2 separate regions of the Rattus norvegicus genome follow, and region 1 is linked to region 2. The links are chromatin contacts, called in public Hi-C maps. All regions are on one chromosome and are shown on one strand. The core of a region is the stretch at or near the end of the contact, and the rest is flanking DNA. Distances in the headings are between cores, read along the strand shown.

Region 1 (7,432 bases), core at 1,659-4,158, 87 kb after region 2:
ACCACCACCACTACCACCCAGTCCATTCATCTCTTAACCCTTCCTGTACATTATTACTCTAATCTCCTTCCACAGCCCTAAAAAGCCAGATTTTCCAAAAGATTTTTTTTCTTTTTTCTTTTTTTTTCTCGGAGCTAGGGACCGAACCCAGGGCCTTGCGCTTGCTAGGCAAGTGCTCTACCACTGAGCTAAATCCCCAACCCCCAAAAGATTATTCTTAAATGAATAAAACTTGAGTGAGATAAGAACAAAACAGGCTGGAGCTACACATTAGTAGCAGAGCCCTGACCAAAGCACTGGGGTGGAGGATGAGGTCTGAAGTAAATCTTAGTTGTATAACTGTATTGTCACAGCAACCCTAGAAGGTAGGCTATGGGCTAGGTATGACCATTCTTGAACAGAGCGGAGAATGAGGCTTGACTTGCCTACTATATACCGCCTATGCGCTGTATAAGTTAAGTTGTCAAGTACCAAAGATAAAACTCCAGGTAATCGGGTTCATACCTGCAATTTCAGTGTGGGAGGGTAGAGAGAATCACAAGTTTATGAACATCCTCGGATACAGGGGTAAGGTTTGAGATCAGCCCTGGATGAATGAGACACTACATCCTCAAGGAAAAAAACAAAAACAAAACCCAACCAACCAAAACCATCCAGAAACTTCCCATCTCTCTAGCTCACCTTTTCAAACCGTCTCCCTGAATGCTGTTACCACCAGAACACTCCAAGTATCGCCTGCCCCCTTTCTGTGGTGCTGAAGATCTAAATAGGGGCCAGACTCCTGCAAGCTAAATGTTCCATCACTGAGTCTTATCCTAACATTCCTAAACCACAACTGTTTTAAGTTCCAACCACCCAATAATCTGAAGAGATTTTTTTCCTTCTATGTATTTATCAGCTATAAAAGGCAAATTATTGGGCTGGAGAAATAGATGCTCAGTGGTTAAAAGCACTGACTGCTCTTCCAGAAGTCCTGAGTTGAAATCCTAGTAACAATGTGTTGGCTCACAAAAATCTGTAATGAGGTCAGATGCCCTCTTCTGGTGTGTCTGAAGACAGCTACAGTGTAATATATAATACTTTTTTTTTCTTTTTTTTTTTTTTTTTGGAGCTGGGGACCGAACCCAGGGCCTTGCACTTGCTAGGCAAGTGCTCTACCACTGAGCTAAACCCCCAACCTCTATATAATACTTTTTTAAAAAAGGCAAATTACTGCTCATAAGCAGCACTTGGTAGTGGATTTCAAATTGGATCCTACTAACATGCTGAACTCTTCACTCTGAAAGAAGGCAGAGGGTAGATGACAGTACACAGGGCCTCTTTTCAATCTCTAGTTCTTCATCCACAAAAGAAGGTATAGGGCCTATTTCAAACTAGTGAGGAAAACTAGTGTAGGTGAGGAGAGGCCGGAGAGCAAATGACGGGGAGCACAGGGTCCTGGTATGCAGTAATCGCCTTGGAAGTCAGAAGGCCTGACTTCTTTAAAAAATATTCTCATCGGGTGTGGTGGTGCACGTGCCTTTAATAGCAGTCCAGAGGCAAATCCAGGTGGATCTCTTGAGTCTTGAGTCCGGTCTAGTCTATATCACAAGTTCCAGGCCGGCCAAAGCTACAAAGTAAGACCATGTCTCAAAACACAAAATTAAACAAATAAAGATATTGACACCGATGGTGCGTGCCTTTAATCTCAGAGGAGGCAGAGACAGGTTGATTTTTTTTTTTTTTTTTCAGATTGATCTCTTAGTTCGAAGCCAGCTTGATCTACGTAGTGAGTTCCAAGCCAGGTGGAGCTATATACACACGAGGCTATCTCAAAAAACAAAATAAGAAATCAAAACCAGCCAAGCAAATACCCATATCATAATACTATAAAAATATTAAGGGTCCTAGTCATTAATATTCACTAGTTTACCACTTCAAGAGACTTTGGTATCTGGGCTTGTTGAAGAACCGAAAATGGCTCTTATGACATCAGGCTCAGTAGCTTTGACTAAATGTTGGCCACTTCCTAGCCTGGTGACTTCTGCCAGTTAACTTCGTGAAGCCCGGGGTTCCTTATTTATAAAATCTTCTTAGCACCTATCTCATTTGGTTGTGAAGATCACACAAGATAATTCTGGTGCAGTGCTTGGCATGAAACTGTCCTAATCCCACTAGCTATAAAATTGCAACCGGTTCCCAAAATCCAGTGTTCATAAACTTCTGGCCTGAGAGCATGCTCAGAACTGCGTTTCCAGCGTACACACCCTCCGCCCCGGGGCCAGTTTCTCCTGACCGGCTTGTCCTTAAACTTAGCGTTCATCAAATGCCACAGGTCAGGCTCTGTGACGAGATACTTGCGTAAAATTGCACATTAAACTTCCTAACGCCTCCACAGTGGCTGATGTAGCGCGAGGAAACAGGCCCGGAGGGTTCCAGCAACTTCCCCAGGTCCCCGAGCCTGGGTTCCAGGCCCATGTTGGAGTCTACCAGCGTCCATTCAAATGCTGTCCAGTCCCTCGACTCTGCCCGTCCATCGCCATCGCCCTCTGCACCTCAGGGTCGGTCTCGGGGCAGTTTTTCTCTTTTCTCCTCCAGAGCCTGAGGGGTGAGGCCCGCGATGGCGTCCCGGGCACGCGCCAAAAGCAGCTAGCCCAGAGCGCGCGGATAAGCGCCCGGGGCGATGCGGGGTCTCCGGGCCGCAGCGCCTAGTCACGTGGCGGGAAGGGGGGGCGCTGGCGCGCGCGCCCGAGCGAGCGAGCGGGCACGCGCAGACCGCAGCTTGTGGAGGCGCGAGATGCCGAGCAGGGTGTATGTATGGCAGGGAGGGGGCGGCAGCCGAGAAGGCCGACTCCACCCCCTGTGCGCATGCTCCGGCCCCCGCGGGTTATAAGGCAGCCGCGCCTGCCCCGCCAGACAAAGTGGCGAGCTGCGACGTGACTGGTCGGTCGTGTAGGTGCTGCAGCCAACGAGCCCGGTGGCGGGCAAGGGACACGAGCAGGACCCCCGGCTCCGAAGAATTGCGGCCCGCGCCGCCGCGTCACGCACACTCTGGGCGCCGCGAGATACACATAACGGTTAGTCGGGGCAGAGCGGGCAGCGCGCTGCACGGAATCCGCGGTGCCCTTGGTGCCCCGGTGGGGTCCCGCGAGCATGCGGAGACTTTCGTCCCTGGGGCAAGGGGGGCGGGCGACAGGGCATCCTGGGCGCGCGGAGCCACATGGCCCGGAACGTGGCGTGGGTGAAGGGGACCTTGAGGCGCCGGGCACAGCGTCTCTCCCGGCCGAGCTGCGGGCCCGCGGTCAGGTGGCGGCCGCCGGGCTGCGGGAGTCGGGTCATGGTGCCCGGTGACCTTGGGGGAGACGCTTCCAGTACAGCCTACTGTCGGCGCCTGGAGAGATGCTTAGGTCGGGAAGAGGGACGACCTGAGGCCGGTTCACGTGGTGCACTCCTGCCGCCTTCTGCTCGGAGGAAAGGCACTGGGGCGGGAGTTACTTAGGACTCGTGGCATACCCGCCCTGCCTCCGGGTCTGCCAATCGGTGTCCCACCTGGTGACTTGCTAGAGTGGTGTGAGGCATGTGAGGAGCTGCATTGCGGACCGCCGGTACGACTGCGGGGTTCCAGGGAACTTTGAGGAAGGGGAGGGAGGTTGGGAGAGGGGCTCTTTGTGGTCCAACCTGTGGCTTCGGCGCGCCTGCCGTGGGCACGGGGTCTCAAGGTATCCTTGTGGAGAAGATTTAAATATCCTTACATATGATCGGGGCACGCTTTCTGGGCCAAGTACATCCCTTTTCGGAGTGCGTTTTAGCCTTTCTTTATGGTGGCGTTTTTGGTGCAACCAGCAGTTGCGAAAACTAGCTTCTGATCACTCAACCAGGAAACGCACGTGTTACTACTTCAGTCTTTTCCCGTTTTCCAGCGGCTCATTATAAACTGGGCGGCTACTGCTAGTAGTTACACAGTGACAAGCTACTTTTGTTTTTTTACCCATAACTAACTTTGAAATCTTCAGGCGTTATTTAATTTAGGCTGGGAGTGTGTAGCTCAGTGGTAAGAGTACCTGACTGACCTACCATGCCTGAGGTTCCAAAGGTCGCCGGCATTGAAAAAAATTATTTTGGTTTTGTAATAAAATGAGTACATGCTGACGGGTGATATTAGTAATTATATGAGAATTTGAGAAAGGAAGGATAGGAACCAAGTCAAGCCCAAGTCTTCGGGGGGGGGGGGTTGGTGTGTGTGTGTGTGTGTGTGTGTGTGTGTGAGAGAGAGAGAGAGAGAGAGAGAGAGAGAGAGAGAAGGGAGGGGGAGCGGGCAGTCCATGGGTCTTACCCTTAAATCTAAGGTGTACAGGCAGGAGATACAGGCTTTTGAAACCCCTTCTCAAAAACAAAGTAAAAATGTCCAGGATTTACAACTTAGCCTTCCAAGTACCATAAAAAATGACCAAAAATTCAAGACTTTAGGTATTTGGGGAGGGGGGCAGATTTTGGGAGGCTCGACACAGTTTCTCTGTATCCCTGGCTGTTCTGGAACTCTGTAGACAAGGTTGCCCTTGAACACAGACCTGTTTCTGCTTCCCCAGTGCTCGGATTAAAAGCGCCTGTCACTATGTCCAGCCTAGGATAAATTTCTAAGTGAGTGTGTTTCAGTAATTTCATTGTGGGTTTAAGTAGATACTGTTGGTGTATCAGATTGTGACCTTGTTAAGTATGAGAGTTCTTGGTTTGAGGAGTGTTTTGGGAGTTTTAGCCTTGTGATTTACATAATCCTAAACAGATTAAGCGGGGCAGGGCGGGGGATGAGGTGATATAAACATGAATACCTATAAACTCAGGCAAGAAAATAGTGTTAGGTTAGTGTTTTCCCAGGTTCTTGAACCTTTCATTCCCTTTGTGCTTCAGGAGCGTCCTAGTTTGCGAGTCATGCAAGGTCTAGGTCCCAGTGTAATGCCTACTTGACTTTTTATTTCCTATGAGGACCAGTAATGTGGAACTTGAACACAAAACTGGAAATTATGGATAGAGGTGTTAGGGATGGGGAGAGAATGAATTCTAGTATTTACCCTTGGGTTTGTAGTCTAGCTGGAAAGCAGCTACAGTTAAGTGCTCTTAGCAATCAAGTTTTAGGGGAAAGTAAGGTTACCATGAGAACAAATACTGTGTTTTTTGTAGGTGTGAGACGATGCTCAATTGAAGGAAACACTAGGTATCTCTCTGAGGAAATACTACTTAATCTGAAGTTTGACAAAGGAGTGGGAACTAGTTTGGTGATAGGTTGAAAGGGCAGTTCAGACAGTAATGGGGGTCATGCAGAAGAAGCTCAGAGAATCTCATCAAAAAACTAAAGCATAGAGCGATCAAAAATAGTAAGAGGCAATGGAAGTGTCAGCCAGTGGAGTGTCTTAAGTCACTGTAAGGACACAGGAAGAAGCTAAACAGTTAACAGAACTTTGTGTGGCTGACCAGAGGCTGTTCTTAGCGTGGGACTGGATGTGGATACCTGGGGAAGCCTTGAGAAAAGGACGGAAACAGGTTTTTGAGTAGGGGACTAGTAAGGTGTTGGAAGTGAGAAACAACGGTGAAGTTAATGATGTGGTTCAGGTTGCTAGCTGGAGCAAATACAAGTTTTTTATCTTCGTTTTAACCAATGGGAGTCCTGAGGTAGTGTGACTACACCCAAACTGCCCGACTTATAAACTCATAGATTAAATTCAAAGCCATTTCTGCCCTCCTGTCTGTTTTTATTGGTGAAGCTGAAATTTTCTTTTTGTTTTCTCTTTACCTTCTCTACAGTTTAGTTTGGGAAATGCTAAGTAGCAAGCAGCTGAGTCACTCCTGTGTCTTTACCATCCATCCTTTTCCACTTTGCTTGTGAACCAGATCCTAGATGAAATAATAATTTCACCAACTGAGCTCTATCCACAGCTATCCGAAAGACAGGAATCTTCAGAAAATCATCGTCACATCGTCCTGCTCTTAAACAGTCACATCACCAAAGACTTCAGTATTCAGATTTGCCCAAGATGTATTTATATCGATGTATTGAGTTTTGATTTTTTAGTAATTGGTTCCCTTGATCAAGGATACGAACATGGTCATGCTATATATGTTTGATGTCTGCATCTATAGGTTTCTCATCTAAGTGATGTATTTGAAAGAGACAGGCCCTTTCCCCTTTTCTTCTAGTCTTCCCGTTTGAGGTTTTAGTTTGTCTGTGGTGTAGTTTTAACATGCTCTAATTTAGCATATCCTGCTTGCTGTCCTGTGTATTTCCTCTCATTGGAAGCTCACTTGAAGACCAAGTTTTTATTTCTGAGGAAAGGTTTAGGAGGAGAGATAAATATATTTCATGTTTGCTATTTTTACTTGAAGACATGGGATGTTTTTCTGTTGTATTCACAGCCTACTCTTGGCTTGAAAAGGCAGTAATTTAATTGCACTTCAGTTTTTACCAACTTTATATGTGCGTGTTTGCATTTGAGACCCTCTCAGATAACCTAGGCTTGTCTCACATTTTCTGTGTACCAACGATCTTCCTGTTTCCACTTTCCAAGTGGTAAGACCACAAGCATGAGCCACCATGCTGGACTGTAATCCTGTCTTTATTTAATATATGTGAACTCTTATGTGAGTTCCAAGGATTGAACTCAGGTCATCAGACACCATTCAAGGTTTTTTTTGGGGGGGGGGTGTTTGTTTTTAAGCAGTGGAACCTTGATCTCCTTTTTCCAGTTACCTCTGAGGCATTTAAGTTTAATGTAATACTTATTCTGCTTTCTACTTCTTCACCCCGGAACCCTAATCTTGTGATGTAACCATGCTTAAATCCTCCTAACGTCATCTTAGTACTTTCCCTAGGAGGCCTGCTTCTCCCACACAGAGGTAGCTGCCACATCATCTTTGCCTCTCTGATTCTCTTTTGTTACTATTAGTGATACCCAGTTTAGATTGCTTTGTGTAATTAAGTAAGTCAGTGGTCTTTTACCATTTATTATTGTTGTCAAGGCAGACTCTCATGTGTCTTAAGCTGAGTCCACATACCTACGGATCTGAAGGATTGTCTAAGTCACCATACCTGGTTTATGTGCTGCTAAGGACAAACCTAGGCATATAACTATTTTCCTGACTAAGCTCCAGCCTTTGCTTCTATTTTGCCATACTCTTCCTTCCACAGAGACCCTGTCTCAAAAAAATAAAGCAAAACCAAACAAACTGGGGTGGTGCCCATGTGCACTACCAGTGCTGGAGAGGAGAAACGGGAGCTCTCTTAAAGCCAAGTGTGAGGCAAAATTAGAGACCTCGTCTCAACAAAAACCATGCAGACCTCCATATGTACATACATGCACCTGCGTGCAAGTGTGTATACACACACACACTTTTATAGTTTCCCACTTTCTACTAAATTAATTTGTTGGGATAGAATTAAGTGTTTCTGAGTCAGGGTCTCACT
Region 2 (7,322 bases), core at 1,123-3,622:
CAGGGGTGTAATTTATCTAGCAGAGTGCTTACCCAGCATATATGAGGCCTATGTTCGATACCTAGCAACACATAAACAGTCTTGATGGCATACAACTGTAGTTTCAGCTCTCAGAAGGACAGTTTTGGCTACACAGTGATTTTGAGAGCACCCTGGGCTGCATGGGCTCGTCTCATTGTCCTAGTTAGGGTTACTATTTTGCTGTGATAAATCACCATGACCAAAAGCAAGTTGGTGAGGAAAGGGTTTATTCAGCTTACATTTCCACATCATACTTCATCACTAAAGAACATCAGGACAGGAACTCAACAGGGACAACACCTAAAGGCAGGAGCTGATGCAGAGGCCATGAAGGCGTACTGCTTACTGGCTTGCTCCCTTTGGCTTGCTCAGCCTGCTTGCTTGCTTTGTTCCTGCCTTCCTTCCTTCCTTCCTTCCTTCCTTTCATTCATTCATTGGGGGGTGAGACAGGGTTCCTCTGTGTACCCCTGGCTGTCCTGGAACTTACTATGTAGACCTGCCTATCCTTGAACCCTGACATCCACCTACCCCTGCCTCCCAAGTGCTGGGATTAAAGGTATGTGCTTGCTTTCTTATAGAACCCAGGATCACCAGCCTAGGGATCAAACCACTCAAAATAAGCAGAACCCTCCTCCATCAATCACCAATTGAGAAAATGCCCTACAACCAATGTTGTGGAGGCAATTTCTCAATGAGGTTCCCTCCTTTCAGATGACTGTTGTATTAGGTTGATATAAAGCTAGCCAACATACTCATTGGTGGTGATGGTGATGGTGATGGTGATGGTGATGTGATGGTGGTGGTGATGGTGATGGTGATGGTGGCGGGGGTGGAGGTGGAGTGGGGATGAGGGTGGGGATGGGATGGGGATGGGATGGGGATGGGGATGGTGAAGATCCCTCCCTCTAGGGGGGGAAACAGAATCTTATTCTGTAACCCTGACTGGTCTGGAACTTGCTACTATGTAGACCAAGCTGGTCTCAAATTTAGGGCAATTCTCTGCCTCCCAAGCTTTGTGATTACCACAATCTCCAGCATGCTTTGATTTTTACATAGATTACTTGCATGTATTTGGGGTCATAAACATAAAACTAAACAAGTACGAATATCTAAACATGCAAAAATGTGCCAATGGTGCTGGTGCATGCATTTAATCCCAGCCCTTAGGGGGCAGAGGCAGGCAGATCTCTATGAGTTCCAGGCCACTCTGGTATTCCAGGTTAGCCAGGGCTACATAGTGAGACACTGTCTCAGACACCTAAACACAAACAGACAAAAAATAGTGCAGAGACACAGAGATGGGGTCTGATTTTTATCTAAAATTTTATTTGGGTTGAAAGGCTTGACTTCAACCACACAGACTCACCCAGTTTAGAGGCTGTTAGGGGCAGAGTCCAAGTGTTTCATGACATCAGAACATTCTGTAGAATTTGGCTACAACTCTTACCCTCCTCCCCACCTGAACCTTCACCTCCACCCCCGTCCACCTCCCACATCCCTGGCCCTATTTCACCCCAAACCTCTTGCAACAATTTAAATAATTTTCCACACCTGACCAGGAAGGGGGCTCCCGGCAGGAGCTGAGTCCACTACAGAAACCCAGGGTTGGGTATGGAGAGCTGAGGGGCTCTGGAGGCCAGCTGGAGTGGGCCAAGGCAAGAGGCTGGGGGAAATGGGTCATTGCCCATGGCTGGCAGGAGCAACTGCTAACCTGAGCTTTTATGCTGGGAAAAAATCCTTGCTCTTTCAACCAATGACCTACATGAACCCTTATTCCCAACAGCAATAAAGTGGGGCAATAAAGTTGGAAAGAAAGGCTGACTCCACAGCTGTGGGGCAAGAGTTCCCTGGCAGGAAAAGTAAGGCTGAAAGACATGGTGCTTTCCCCGGGACAAAAGAAACAAAGAGAGGCTGAGAAAGGAAGATTGGGGGTGGGGGGTGGGGGTGGGGTGCCGAGTCTTGACTAATGCCTATAAATGACTGCACACAAAAAATTTTCATCACTTTTCTTCTTCTGTCTCCCTATTTTATTAAACACTCTGACTGTCCAAGGTGAGGTAAGGGAGAACTAAAGGGGAAAGCGGCTGCAGAACCAAATCAAGTGTGGAGCTTGGAATCATGGGAACAGTGGGGCCTTGGCAAAACTCTGCTGTTTGTTGGATGTGTCCTGGAAACACCCACCGCATTGGCTTCCCAGCAAACACTACTTTAACAAGATTTTGTTACATCCTGAAGTGGTGACCTAGTGACTTTTTGGTCCTGTCCTCTTCTCTCCCACTACTGCTCTAACTCTTCCTCCTGTCCTTGGCGTCCTGGACTGTCATTTGCCGGTGGGCAGCAGAGGGCGATCTGGCCCCGAAGAAAGACCGGGTCAAACTCCTGGGCTTGCTAATGACTTGCAGTTCCATCAACATAAAGTGACAAAGGGACATTGTCACGAAGCCTTTGCCTTTCCATTCCAGAAAGCGCTACTGCCTTGGCTGACCCCTTTCCTGTCCCTCCCACTTTCCTTGCTGCTCTGCATCCCCTCCCAACCCACAGCAGCGGGGAAAATGAACGGGGGTCCACAGTGGAGAAAAAAAACAAACCCCTGGGCCTGCTGAGGGAAAGCCGTAGGAAGTGACCGGCGTTAACAGCTGCAAGAGTTTATCTCTCTCCACCCTCCACCCCAATCTCTCTAGCGTCCCAAACCTCAGCATACCTAATTATCCCCTGCAGAACTTGTTAAAACACAGCTTCCTGGGCCTCACCCTGGAATTCTGTTTTAACAGCCTGGAGGGGCCAGGCGTTTGTGTTCTTAACTTTTCCAAGGTATTCCGAGGGGGCCCAGGATGGTATCTAGAGCAGCGTTTATGAGTTCCGGTGCAGAGATAAGGAATAGACTGCAGTTTGAGTCAGGGGCTTGTTGGGGTAACATTCTGGTGAGATGACTCCCCCAGATCCTTCTGACTCCAAGCTGGAAGGTTTCACAGATCAGCCAACTGCTGTTCCCTCCCCCTTGGGAAGGAGCAGAGAATGTGTCAACAAAAGCATTGTTTGAAGGGGGGCTGAGTCCAGATAATGGGCTGCTTCTCCATTGACTGTTTCTTTCATCCGCTGGCTGGAGAATCAGAATCGGCCTCTCCTTCACCCCTGAGCAGGGATGGCTTCTCCTCTATATTAAAATAAGAATTATTCCTGCGCTCAGCTGTCCTCTAGCCCTTGTTTAGCACTCTCCAGATCCAGGACCTCCAGGGTGGCAGAGTCCCGTGTGGAATGAGCCCTTGTCCTCAAGATGCCAAAAGTCCCTTCACGCATTTAAAGAGAATTCCTTCTGTTTACTGCTGAAAGATAAAAGACAGGAAAGTATTATGGCCTACATATTTCCCACCATGTGATATTGTACCTCCCAGGAAGGGTAGGCCATGCCAACACCAACGCACCCAGACCAGAACCAGAATGCCAGGACAACAGGAGTCCATAGCTAGACCTGTTCTCAAAGTGTGAGGGGGGTGTGCGTTCGGGGGTGCAGGGGGGGCGTGCTGGGGGAGGGGAGGGGACAGGACAAAGAGGGAGTGCCTTTTTGGGGTTGATTGGTTGGCTGTTTTTTCTGGTGCTTGGGATCAAATCCAAGACCTCATGAATCTAAGCAAGCCTTCTAACACCTAACCAAGGTAGGGGCTATTGGGAGGTGATTAGGTCACCAGGGAAGAACCCTTACAAATGACGTTTAAGGGATGATGTTTGTCCCTTGCAGCCAGTGAGAGAACACATTTTTAAAAAAAAGTCTAATGGGGTTAAAGAGAGATGGCTCCGTGGTTAAGAGCACTGGGTGTTCTTAACCGAAGGACCCTGGGGTTCAATTCCCAGTACCTACATGGCAGCTCACAACTGTCTGTAACTCCAGTTCCAGGGAATCTGACACCCTCACACAGACAAACACACAGGCAGAATACCAATGAACATAAAATGAAAATAAATCATGGGGTTGAGGATTTAGCTCAGCGGTAGAGCACTTGCCTAGCAAGCGCAAGGCCCTGGGTTCGGTCCCCAGCTCCGAAAAAAAGAAAAAAAAAAAAAAGAAAAAAGAAAAAAGAAAAGAAATCATAAAAATAAAAAACACCAAAAACATTGTCTGAGCAGGGTAAGAGGGCACACACTTGTAAGCCCATCATTTGGAGGAGGAGAGAGGAGGATTAAGAATCCAGAGATTTGGGGGCTGGAGAGATGGCTCAGAGGTTAAGAGCACTGTTTGCCCTTCCAGAGGTCCTGAGTTCGATTCCCACCAACCAACTATACTGAGATCTGATGTCCTCTTCTGGTATTCTGGCATACACGCAGATAGGGCACGAATGCATAGTAAAGAAATAAAAATCTTTAGAAGGAGAAGAATGGAAGGTTAGGGCTGAACTGAAGTTCAACGAGACCGTAACTCACCAATGAAACAAAGAACTGACCCCTTCAAATTGGCCTCTCACCTTCATGTATGGGCCAGGGCATGTACTTAACTGCTGTGTACAAGTGTTCAACAGCGAACACACACACTCCAATAGTAAAGGTAAATTTAAAAATAAATAAATAATAAAAGAATTCAGGGTTAACCTTGTCTAAATACGAGTTTGAGGGCAGCTTGGGCTACATGAAATCCTGCCTCTAAAAATAAAAATAAAAACCACCTCTTATAAGGAACTGGCTGATCCTCACCCTTCTCTACTCCACAACTACCAGTGGTAATTTAGCTTTTTGGTTTACCCAATTTAAAGCTAGACCTGAAGATGATTCCAAAATTCAGGAGTAGAAGCAGAAGCACCTTGAGTTTAAGGCTATCCTGGGGTACAAGTGAAATCCTAATCTCTAAATAAAGCAAGAGCAGTGTTTCAGCCAGGGAGATAGCTCAGTGGGTAGAGGTGCTGACCATCAAGCCTGAAGACCTGAGCTTAACCCCAGGGTCCGTAAGACGGAAGGAGAGAATGGATCCTTCAACACAGGCACTATGGTGCCGTCATCCCAACCACATCAAACGGAACAGTAATAGCAAAATAACCGAGACTGAGGCCCTCTGTTATTACCTCCTGCTCTAACACAAAGGACACTTCTTGTCCCCATTTATCACATATGCCAAAACCAGCATAATTATCCTAAAAAGAAAAAAAAAAACACCTCAAATTTCTCCAAAAGGCATAATTTACAAGGCAATGAAATCCATTTGAGCTCCTGCGTTGTCCAGTCCTGTATTAAATACTGGGGAATTTTAAAGAGAAGGTGCAGGGGGCCATTGTTCTTCCCTGAACTTCTTTCTGTACTTGGGCAGGGGGAAGAGTACCTCAGAGGACTAGGTTAAAACTCAAAATGGAGGGGTTGGGGATTTAGCTCAGTGGTAGAGCGCTTGCCTAGGAAGCGCAAGGCCCTGGGTTCGATCCCCAGCTCCGAAAAAAAGAACCCAAAAAAAAAAAAAAAAACTCAAAATGGAGTTGCTTGTGCTAAAATTCCATATCATCATGCAAAATGAAGCTAGTTTCTCTGACCTTCCAAGAACAGTACAATTTCAGTAGGACTGGTCATCATGTTCACTCTGCCACAGACTTTACACAGAGAAGCAATCTGAAAGAAACACGTATCAGCTATTTTTCTATATCTCATCTTGCAAAACAAGTAACTTCCAAGTGACCAATTTGACTCCCGAGTCTCTTTGGTGCTGTGGATTTTGCTTCCTTCAGTCTTCCTCACTAGAAACTGATTCTGCTCTGCTCAGCTCACTGGAACATTTGTATTGTTTTATACAGTGAAGTATTACACAGCTTCTTACCAAAGGAAAACCAGTTAAGATAGTCAAAACTGTAATTTTGCCAGGCCTGGTGACATGCACCCTTTTTTTTTTTTTTTTTTTTTTTCAATTTTGCTTGCTTGTTTTTCAAGACAGGGTTTTTCTGTGTAGCCCTGGCTGTCCTGTAACTTGCTCTGTAGTCCAGGCTAGCCTCAAACTCAGAGATTTGCCTGCCCCTGTGACCAAAAGCATTGTGCCACCACCACCTGGCTTCTCCTCTAGTTCTTAAACTGAGATGCTTAATAAACAAACAGATTACAAGAAAAACAGGTTTGTTAATGTACGTGTGTGTTAATATGCTCGGTGGAAATGTCTATGGAATAGATCCCAAAGACAGTGTTTAAACTTTAGACTCAAATTCTCCATTATCTGAAATAAAGAAGAAGGGTCTCAGGGGTGGTAATTAAATACATATTTCAGGGGAGATGGTCAGGAAAACCATCTTAGCGCAAGTCAGTCGTGTGCGTGTGCCAGGGGTTAAAGTCCATGTGCTCGGTTTGGCAGTGAGTGCAACAGAAGCATATCGTACAAAGACTATCATGGTCCCTGCTAAAGGGTGGTGTGCAAATTTGTGAATCCACCTACCTTTTGTTCCCTCAGAAGAGAAAAGGAGATGGACTGACCGTGACACTGCTACTTACAGCCACAAGGGTCCGAGGAGGCAACTGCTTTCATATTTTTCTGCAAGGCGTGGGCTGCCCCCAAATCCTTCCAGTGTTGCTGCTCTCCCCATGTTACAACCTTCTTGGGGCCTGCGCAGTCGTAACCCCATAGCTACCTGGCCAAACAAGAAAGAGTGTTGTCTCTGTCTTCGGCCAGTTTGTCTAGTCCACCACCTCCTCAATGGTATATCCTCACCCACTATCCCCCAAACGCTCACACACACAGCCTTTCCTCGAAGCTAAAGCAGTACCCCTCCTGACCTTTGACCCTGGCCCCCAGCAATTGAGCTGGGAAGCTGGGCCCACCTGTAGGAGGAAATCTTGACCCAGAATGGATATGTTGGGGTCCTGCACATCCTGACTGGAACTGGGGTAACAGCTAGGCTCTCCAGATTTTCTCAGGACCATTTCTGGGGTCTACCTCCCAGACTTTAAAGACCGGAATAAGCCTTTTTAGGGCTGGGTGGGCACATGCCTTCTCTGTTGCTGAACAGTATCTAGTTTTTAGTCTTTCTGGTGCAAAGAAGAAAAGACCTTTAAAAAGAATTTCCCCTTTTAAGCATACATTTCTCTTGCTTTTTGCCTATTGTTTCTCAAGCTACCTAATCTAATCAATATAGCAAGAAGACATGTTTTGGCATGGTAGAGTGTGGTCTTCTACGATTATATTTGAAGGTTGTCTATTGAATTTCAATACCCTAGAAGAGTCTATATTCTAATCGGAAAGAAAGACGGGTTAGCAAGCTAGGAGTGGAGAACCATGTAATCCCTGCATTGGAAAGATGAGGCAAACAGATCATGAATTTCTACTGGTCTGGGCTATATAGTGAGACCTA

What was found. Hi-C and Micro-C count contacts between places; a contact is called where the count stands out from the background.
Region 1: a Hi-C map of the A7r5 cell line shows a contact between it and region 2, with 2.2 times the contacts expected there. The contact joins the promoter of Slc16a1 here to the enhancer-like site in region 2. A contact is called at or near these places in 11 of 12 Hi-C or Micro-C datasets (the A7r5 cell line, the Rat2 cell line, Schwann cells and 6 more).

Annotation. Positions count from the first base shown.
Region 1 is chr2:194,809,752-194,817,183 of GRCr8, forward strand. It overlaps Slc16a1 (solute carrier family 16 member 1), which reads left to right and starts at 2,909. Exons shown (of 5, transcript NM_012716.2): 1 at 2,909-3,056.
Region 2 is chr2:194,723,384-194,730,705 of GRCr8, forward strand. No RefSeq gene overlaps it. Among named protein-coding and RNA genes, the nearest start is that of Lrig2, 26 kb to the left of the region's middle. Within about 2 kb of position 2,373, at least 45 of the 93 cell types and tissues checked have an H3K27ac peak or open chromatin away from gene starts, as enhancers often do. A contact at or near this core is called in the A7r5 cell line, Schwann cells and liver, where this site is marked.